Regions from separate parts of the Gossypium hirsutum genome. Here region 2 is linked to region 1. The links are chromatin contacts, called in public Hi-C maps. All regions are on one chromosome and are shown on one strand. Each heading gives the region's core, a stretch centred on a gene start, on an enhancer-like site or on the middle of the called end of the contact. The rest is flanking DNA. Distances are from core to core; before and after follow the strand shown. Region 1 holds the start of LOC107910503 (calcium-dependent protein kinase 11). Region 2 holds the start of LOC107910495 (protein SENSITIVE TO PROTON RHIZOTOXICITY 1).

The links. Hi-C and Micro-C count contacts between places; a contact is called where the count stands out from the background.
Region 2: a contact with region 1 is called in a Hi-C map of leaf, with 2.2 times the contacts expected there. The contact joins the promoter of LOC107910495 here to the promoter of LOC107910503 in region 1. A contact is called at or near these places in 5 of 34 Hi-C or Micro-C datasets (hypocotyl, leaf and seedling).

Annotation. Positions count from the first base shown.
Region 1 is chrD02:9,290,111-9,294,279 of Gossypium_hirsutum_v2.1, forward strand. LOC107910503 (calcium-dependent protein kinase 11) reads left to right here and starts at 2,027. Exons shown (of 7, transcript XM_016838358.2): 1 at 2,027-2,838; 2 at 3,489-3,632; 3 at 3,730-3,882; 4 at 4,017-4,132. The coding sequence starts at 2,286.
Region 2 is chrD02:9,477,556-9,481,372 of Gossypium_hirsutum_v2.1, forward strand. It overlaps LOC107910495 (protein SENSITIVE TO PROTON RHIZOTOXICITY 1), which reads left to right and starts at 1,698. Exons shown (of 2, transcript XM_016838348.2): 1 at 1,698-2,461; 2 at 2,969-3,817. The coding sequence starts at 2,995. It overlaps LOC121214596 (a long non-coding RNA gene), which reads right to left and starts at 1,825. Exons shown (of 3, transcript XR_005910165.1): 1 at 1,714-1,825; 2 at 616-690.

The sequences.
Region 1 (4,169 bases), core at 777-3,276:
TATGTTCTACTATTCATTGATAGGTTCTAATCCTGGTACCAATCATCAAATTGTTGCTTGGAGTTCGTTGGTAACACTTTTTTTTTTAAAAAAAAAGAAAAAGAAAAACTTAAAAGCCCAGTGACTTAAATAAAATTTTTTGAATGGTTCAGTGACTTAAATGAAAACTTTTGAATAATTCAGTGACCAAATTGTAACTATTTTTAGCTAAGTGACTAAAACGAAAGCTTACCCATAGTTTAATGACCCATTTATTTATAATTCCTCTATTATCTTTTATTTTAATCAATAATAATATATCATGTCTTATTTACTAACCAAATGTTCTGCTTTAAATAATAACATACATTAATGATTTATATATATATATAAGTCTTTATAGTGATCATCATCAGCCATCAACCTAGCTCAGCAAGTGATGGACAAGATAAGAACAACGGAATTTAAAAGAAAAGGACAGTCACTGTTGTTCATTTTCCTCAAGCTTTCAACATCTCACCCCAAAAGTCAAATCACAGCCATATGCATCCCTTTCACCCAACAACATATACAAATTAAAAAAAAATCATGTGGACAAAGAAATTTCAACTTTATTATTGTACTAGCTAGCCACTAATGCTCCCATCCACTTCATTTTATAAAATTTGCAAAACATTTATTACCTCATATACGATGAAAACCATGAATGCAATGGTGAAACCATCCAGTGGCTGGCTGCTTCATCGTAGCTGCCGCAGGAAAATGGCAACTTCCCAGCCAAGTTCTCTAGCAGTGACTCTACCATTTCAGCTCCTTCATCAATATCTGCACCTTTCTCTTTACCACTGTTTGTTCAACTGCAATAATGGTTATGGAGATGATGGGAGAAGATTCATCAACAGCAGTTCTACTGCTGGTGCGGCCATGTTAGGGTTGCACCATCAGCTGTATCCTCAAATTTCCATAACGATTAGTTACCAACGAGAATCACACCTGGTATACTCCTATCCAACTGAGAGCCCGAGATACGTGGCATCATTAGTAGCTGCCTGAGAAGATAGACCATCCGTTACTTCACCATGTTTTTAGTGGGAATGCTTTTATTTTCAAGAGGGGTCATCGAAAACTATTAAAGTATAACAACCTTTTATTACCATAGTAAAGAGAATATTAAAACAGTATTACATTTGGGGACAATCCACAAATTACCAACTTATCACCTAACCAACCACACATTGATGACCATTTCCTAGAATTGTCATCAATGTGGTGCTATTAGATAGAAGACTTTTCTATAAATATCCAGAAGAAAGATGAACAAGGGATAAAATCCCTCACTCCTTCAGCAACCTTAATGCCCTAAGTCTTCTACACCTTGTCTTCTTCGGCTCATTGCTTCCTCCTCTCCCTCCTCACTTACTTACACCTTTTGACTTTTCGTCCGACTAGGTGAATCGGCCTCATTTGTACTACTATTATCTCCTCTCTTATCAAGGGTGAAGTTTGTGGCTAACAGGGGCTTGATCTTTCTAAAATAGAAATTTTTTTAATTTTTTATAATTTATAAAATTTTAAATAGTAATGATCAAATTGCACTTTGTCTCCTTAAAAATATAAAAAATTAATTTAATTTTTTAAAAATTATAAAAAATAAACGATTAAAATAATAAAATTACATTTTTATTATAATAAAAATATACCATTTAAAATTTTTTTGGTTTTCCCCATCCCAAATCCTTTGAGAGACCAACATTTTCCTACATATTTATTATAAAGAAAAAAAAATTTAGGTGGCATATTTTTGCAGAGGCATAGAGCAATTATATTTGCATAGTATTATACATACATATATCAAAAAACTTGAAGTCGTAATAATGATATATTAATATGATTTATGCTATTTTTACGTATTGCATGTGAAACAGAATGGATGAATACGTGGTTAAAAATGGAAGAAATAGAATTGAAATGGAGCATGCACATTAAACCAGCAAAAAACTTTTCACATTCCCAGTGCATATATGAATGAACGAATGAGCTAACAAATATCCTTTTTTGATTTTTCTTCTATCAAATCAGCTACTAAAAATAAGATAATAACCCAAAAAAACCCGCCATCAAATAGTTACTAATTATACAAACAGAAAAAGTCCAAAAGCATCAAGTTTAGAGCTTCGTTTTCCTTTTCATGCATGCTTGATGACGTTGAGTCACCACCCAATGAATATATAGAATAAATTATTACATTTGTTGTATTCCAAAGAGAAAAGAGAACAGATCCCATTATTTGAGATATATTTGTGACAATGAATAATCAATCATCATCAATACCGACGACAACAGCAACCAAAGGATGGGTTTTGCCATACGAAACCCCAAGACTAAGGGACCATTACGTGGTGGGGAAGAAGCTGGGGCAAGGCCAATTTGGCACCACCTATGAATGTATTCACAAGGCTACTGGCACCGTTTTCGCTTGTAAGTCGATCCCAAAGCGTAAACTTTTATGCCGTGAAGATTACGACGATGTTTGGAGGGAGATCAAGATCATGCACCATTTATCGGAGCACCCGAGCGTGGTGCGGATCGAGGGGACTTATGAAGATTCCGTGTTTGTTCACTTGGTTATGGAGATTTGTTTAGGCGGTGAACTTTTTGATAGGATTGTGGCTAAAGGACATTACAGTGAAAGAGAGGCTGCTAAGCTTATTAAAACGATCGTGGGTGTTGTGGAGGCTTGTCATTCTCTTGGGGTTATGCATAGAGATCTCAAACCTGAGAATTTCTTGTTTGATTCTCCTGGTGATGATGCCGTCCTCAAGGCTACAGATTTTGGTTTGTCTATCTTCTATAAACCAGGTTGGTTCCTGGGGTTTCTTTTCTTTATATGCTACTTTTGATTTTTGAAACAATAGCCATTGATTTTGACCTTATGATTTTGGTTGTTTCCATGATTAGTGCTTTCCTTTTAATTGGGTTTTCTTTAAAAGGAAAAAAAAGGTTTGGGTTGATTCTCTCAAAGTTCTTCAGAAATTTATGTTTGATCATGTTGAATGTTTTTAAGATATTATGGGATAAGTTTCCCTTACGATAACTCAATTTTTAAGATTGTTGGAGTGGTTTACTTGAATATCTTAATCTGAATAGGTTTAGACTCAGAGCCTAAAAACGAATGGAGAGGCTTTACCTGAATACCCCGACCCGAATAGGTTTAGGCTTCAACCGTAAAATGAGCGGAGGGAGGACACATATGATTATACCAATAATATTCTGTAAAACTCCATACTGATGTCAAGATCAGCATCGCTGGAACATCAGGTTGTGCCTCGGTACCAAATTTTTCTTGCTTGTATGAAGGCATTTTCAAATTTCTTGTGCTAGGAAGAATCATTAGGCTTCTTTAAATGATGGGAAACTTCACACCTGTGGCACTTACTAGTGATTTTCCCTCTGTTTTTCGCGGCGTTTCCTCTCAGAGTTAATGCCGGTTTACGTTTTCTATCGTACAGGACAACGTTATGCTGATGTTGTTGGGAGTCCCTTTTATGTTGCACCAGAGGTTTTGTGCAAGCATTATGGACCAGAAATAGATATATGGAGTGCAGGTGTTATCCTTTACATTTTGTTGAGTGGTGTTCCACCATTTTGGGCAGGTATTTTATCATATCATACATCCTTCAACACTTGGTCCTAATTCTTATATTCTCATATCCTAAGTTGTTTTTTTTTACTTTTCTTCTTGATTCGTAGAAACTGAATCAGGAATATTCAGACAGATTTTACATGGGAAACTCGACTTCACATCCGAACCATGGCCTAGCATCTCCGAAAGTGCAAAAGATCTAATACGAAAGATGCTTGAGAGGCACCCTAAGTCAAGAATTTCTGCTTATCAAGTCTTATGTAAGTCATTTTAAATATTAATGTCAATCCAAATTATGATTTCTTTGCAATAGCAAGGGAATGACAATGCCTACGTTTCTTTCTTTCTTTTTTTATGTGTGGAAGTCACAACAGTAGGTTGATTTATGCATCAGGTCACCCATGGATTGTTGATGATAGAGTTGCCCCAGACAAACCTCTAGATTCTGCCGTGCTATCACGCTTGAAGCAGTTCTCGGCGATGAACAAACTTAAAAAGATGGCGTTGCGTGTATGTCATTCTCCTGTTTTTGATGTGTTTACATAGG
Region 2 (3,817 bases), core at 448-2,947, 190 kb after region 1:
TCTTTTTCTCCCTCCCTCTCACCAATTTTTTTTTCATCTCACATCACTTTACACGTGTATTCTCTCTTTTTAGCTTGCTATATATTTTGTGGGTATCTTTATGTTTTCACAAGTTATGATGGACAAATGATGTTGTCTGTCCTCCCTGAAACTCCACTAGCCACCAACATTTTTTCTTGGAAAGTAGGTGCCTTTTCATCGGTTTCTTAATCTCTTTTGTTTTGAAAGTATTTCAGAATAATAAATGATCTCACTAGTGGGTTTAGACCCGTATTGTCTTAAGTTTTATATATATTTGTTTGTTTTCCATCGTTTAATAAGTCTTCACTTTTACAAGTTTTTGTCTGCTCTTGTAGCATGATTTGTAATATTATTTATGCATGTAGTCTTGCTTTTGCAAGTGATTTTATGGATGGTTTTGTCATCATACTCTCTAATTCAGTGGATGCTCGATTATTTTATCAATTTTTTTCCAACCACTTTGGATCATCTAAGGCTATTTTCTTTATTGTATTAAATGATTGCAATCACTCCAAATATGTCATGCTTGAGTTATTTTTCTAGTAGCCTATGACAAATCATGAATAGAAGCGAAAAATAACAAAGCAATCTTACATCAGACTACTTGTCTTCTTGTAGTTGGATCTCCAAGTTTTTGGAATGCTCCAAATTTCACTTCAGCATCCAAATCTGGATCAATATCGGCAAAAACATCACCGAACAAGGTTCAAATGTGTCTGAAGAAGAAAAGCAAGGCAAATGAAGCATGCCCAAAAGTAAACTAACCCCTCGGACTGTTACGAAAAACATTACCGGATTTCAAAGTATCACGATCTAATTCAAAAATTTCACCCAATTGAGCATGCCTAGCATATCTTTTCACAGTAGCAAGACTACTATAACAAAGTTAATTGTTGACAGACCATAATGTTCTATTAATACTGAGGTGAAGCATTTGTTGTGTTGATGGTGTTTGTTTTTCATCGTCTACTATGGGTGTTTGTTATTTTTTTTTCCTCTCAAATTGTATAGTCCCATTCATGGAATGAATTGATAAACTTCCTTTTAAAAAAATAACAATTTTAAATTACCAATTTTAGTTAAAAAGATAGCCTAATCAACATGCTCCAATTTATTATGACAATATTGCATTTTAAAAAACACAATGCTTAGATTAGTTAGCAAAATACGATAGCTTTTTTCTTCTAAAAGTGATCTCGCCATATCAGGTGACAAGTTCATTGTGCACACAACATATTTTACATTTTCCTAATCAAGTTGAATTATCACGAATTAACTCACTTGACATCAAGGGCGAAATTAGAAATTTTTTTAGGGGGACCAAAATTAAATTATAATTTTTACGATAACAAACATGCAATTTCACCATTTTAATAATTTTTAAAAAATTAAATCAAATTTTTATATTTTTAGAGGGGCCAAAGTGAAATTTTATTTTTACTAAATGATCTAAATGAAATTTCTTTCATTTTAGGGGATATCGAACCCTTACGAGCCCCTTAATTTCACCCTGCTTAACATATGATAATCCAAGTCAATATTATTATTTTAAAATTTAAAATCTGACACATTATTTGATATAACAGGATCACTTTCTGAAAAAAGAATCTACTATATTTTTCTAAATAATCTAAAAATTACAGTATTTAAAAGAAATGATATAATTTTATAAATTAATCACAACATGCTCACCCGTCACCACCTTTATGCTTTGATGGTAGAAAGAGGAAAAAGGGGTCGTGGGAGATGGAGCTTGCGTTGTTTCCCCCTACCCTTCCTTCCACTTCACACTCCCCTATAAGATTCCTTTAATCAACTCCCAACTAAATAAAAAAAGAGAAAGAAAGAAAGAAAGCAAGTCAAATGGTTCATTCTTGATGTTCATGAATGGTTTGATCCATCATTCATCCATAGAGAAAGAGAATTTGAATCACGTTTGTTGTTGTAATGGGGTCCCCTTCCTTCACTCTTTTGTTTCCTTCTAGCCTCCACTCTCCTTTGCCCCCCAACACCCCCTCCCCTCCCCCTGCAAGCTTTTTCATGATGGATTGAAAATTTCTATTATTAAATGGATTCATTTATTTTTATATTATTTAAAAAATCACATAAAATTTTTTTAATTACAATTTGGATTTATTTAATTTTTTAATAGTATAAGGATTAAATTGATCCATTTAATAATAGAGGGACTAATTTGATTCAATATTTATAATATAAGGACCTTCTAAGGAATTTAACCCAAATCAAACTATCAAAGATTGATTCATTGATGGGTTGACTTGTTTATCTTTGTCCCACTTACCAATATACCAAAACTGTAATTTTCTTTTTTTATTTTTGCTGATAAATTTGGGTACCCTAAGTTTCCTTTCCTTCTTCTTTCTCCGGCTCTTTAGATGCATGAATGAAACTAACAACATCTGAGCTCATCTTGAATATGGTATGTCTCTCCTATTCTTTTTATTTCTTCAAGTTTTAATTTTTAAACCTTTGTTAGATCTAAAAGTTTGATTTTTCGTTTCTTTTCTTTTCTTTTCTGGGTATTTAGCAGAATGATGCGCTGTTTTCAAGTTTATTTGCTTCACCTGTTTCTGCTACCGTTTATTTCTTTGATTTGATATAATATATTTGGCTTAGGGGATTTTAGCAAGGCTCTTGCTTGAATTCCAAAATGAGTTTTTGGTATTTTAGTTCATTCTAAGGAAAAGAGTTATGGGATTTTTTGAATATAGAAAACCAGTTCCTATCTTTCTGCAATTCTAAGGAAAAAGGTGAAAAAAAATCAATTTAATAGTGGAAAAGAAAGGAGGTTGGTGGGTTTTATGAGTAAATTTGGGAGTGGGAGTTTGAATCTTGGTTCCTTGCGTGATTATACTAAAAATTTGAGTACTTCTATGGTCAGAACAATACTAATCTTGCTGAATATTTGGTGATGTTTTTTTTCCAGCTTTGAGGTAGTAAGAAGGCCTAAAAATGGATCATAGAGACAGGCAATCTATTGAACATCAAAAGAAAGATCCTCAACAACACCCCCACCCATGTTTTACTAATTTCACAACTCACCATCAGCAGCAGAAATGGGAAGATCCTTCCCTATTAGATTACAGCACCAGGATTGAACCTCCTTTCCAGGCATTCAACCCAAACTGTCAAACCAAATCTTCATTTCCGTGTAACCCCAATAACCAAATCAAGGTCCCTGACCCTATTATGAATGAGTTGCTTCAAGCCAGCAAAGTCCAAGATTGGGATCCAAGTGCAATGCTAAACAATCTGTCATTCCTGGAGCAGAAGATCCATCAGCTTCAGGGTCTGGTGCATTCCATCATTGGGAGAGGGGGTCAAGTTTTGGGGCAACCAGATGAACTTGTAGATCAGCAACAGCAGCTCATCACTGCTGCTCTCACTTCGATTATAGTTCAGTTGATATCTACTGCTGGTAGTCTCCTTCCATCTGTTAAGCACCATACACTTTGTGGTGCACCACCCGTTGCATCTCTTGCACAGTTTCAGCCACAAAATGGTGGTGGGAACAGTGTCACTGAGTTGCCTAACACTGTTGATGTTAGTAGTAACAGTGGGGAGCAGCAGAATCATGTAATGGAGGAACATGAAATGAAAGATGAGGAAGATGCTGAGGAATTAGGGGAGAATCTTTTCCCAGGCACCTATGAGATATTGCAGTTAGAAAAGGAAGAAATCCTTGCACCCCATACTCATTTCTGCACTATATGTGGGAAAGGATTCAAAAGAGATGCCAATTTAAGGATGCACATGAGAGGGCATGGTGATGAGT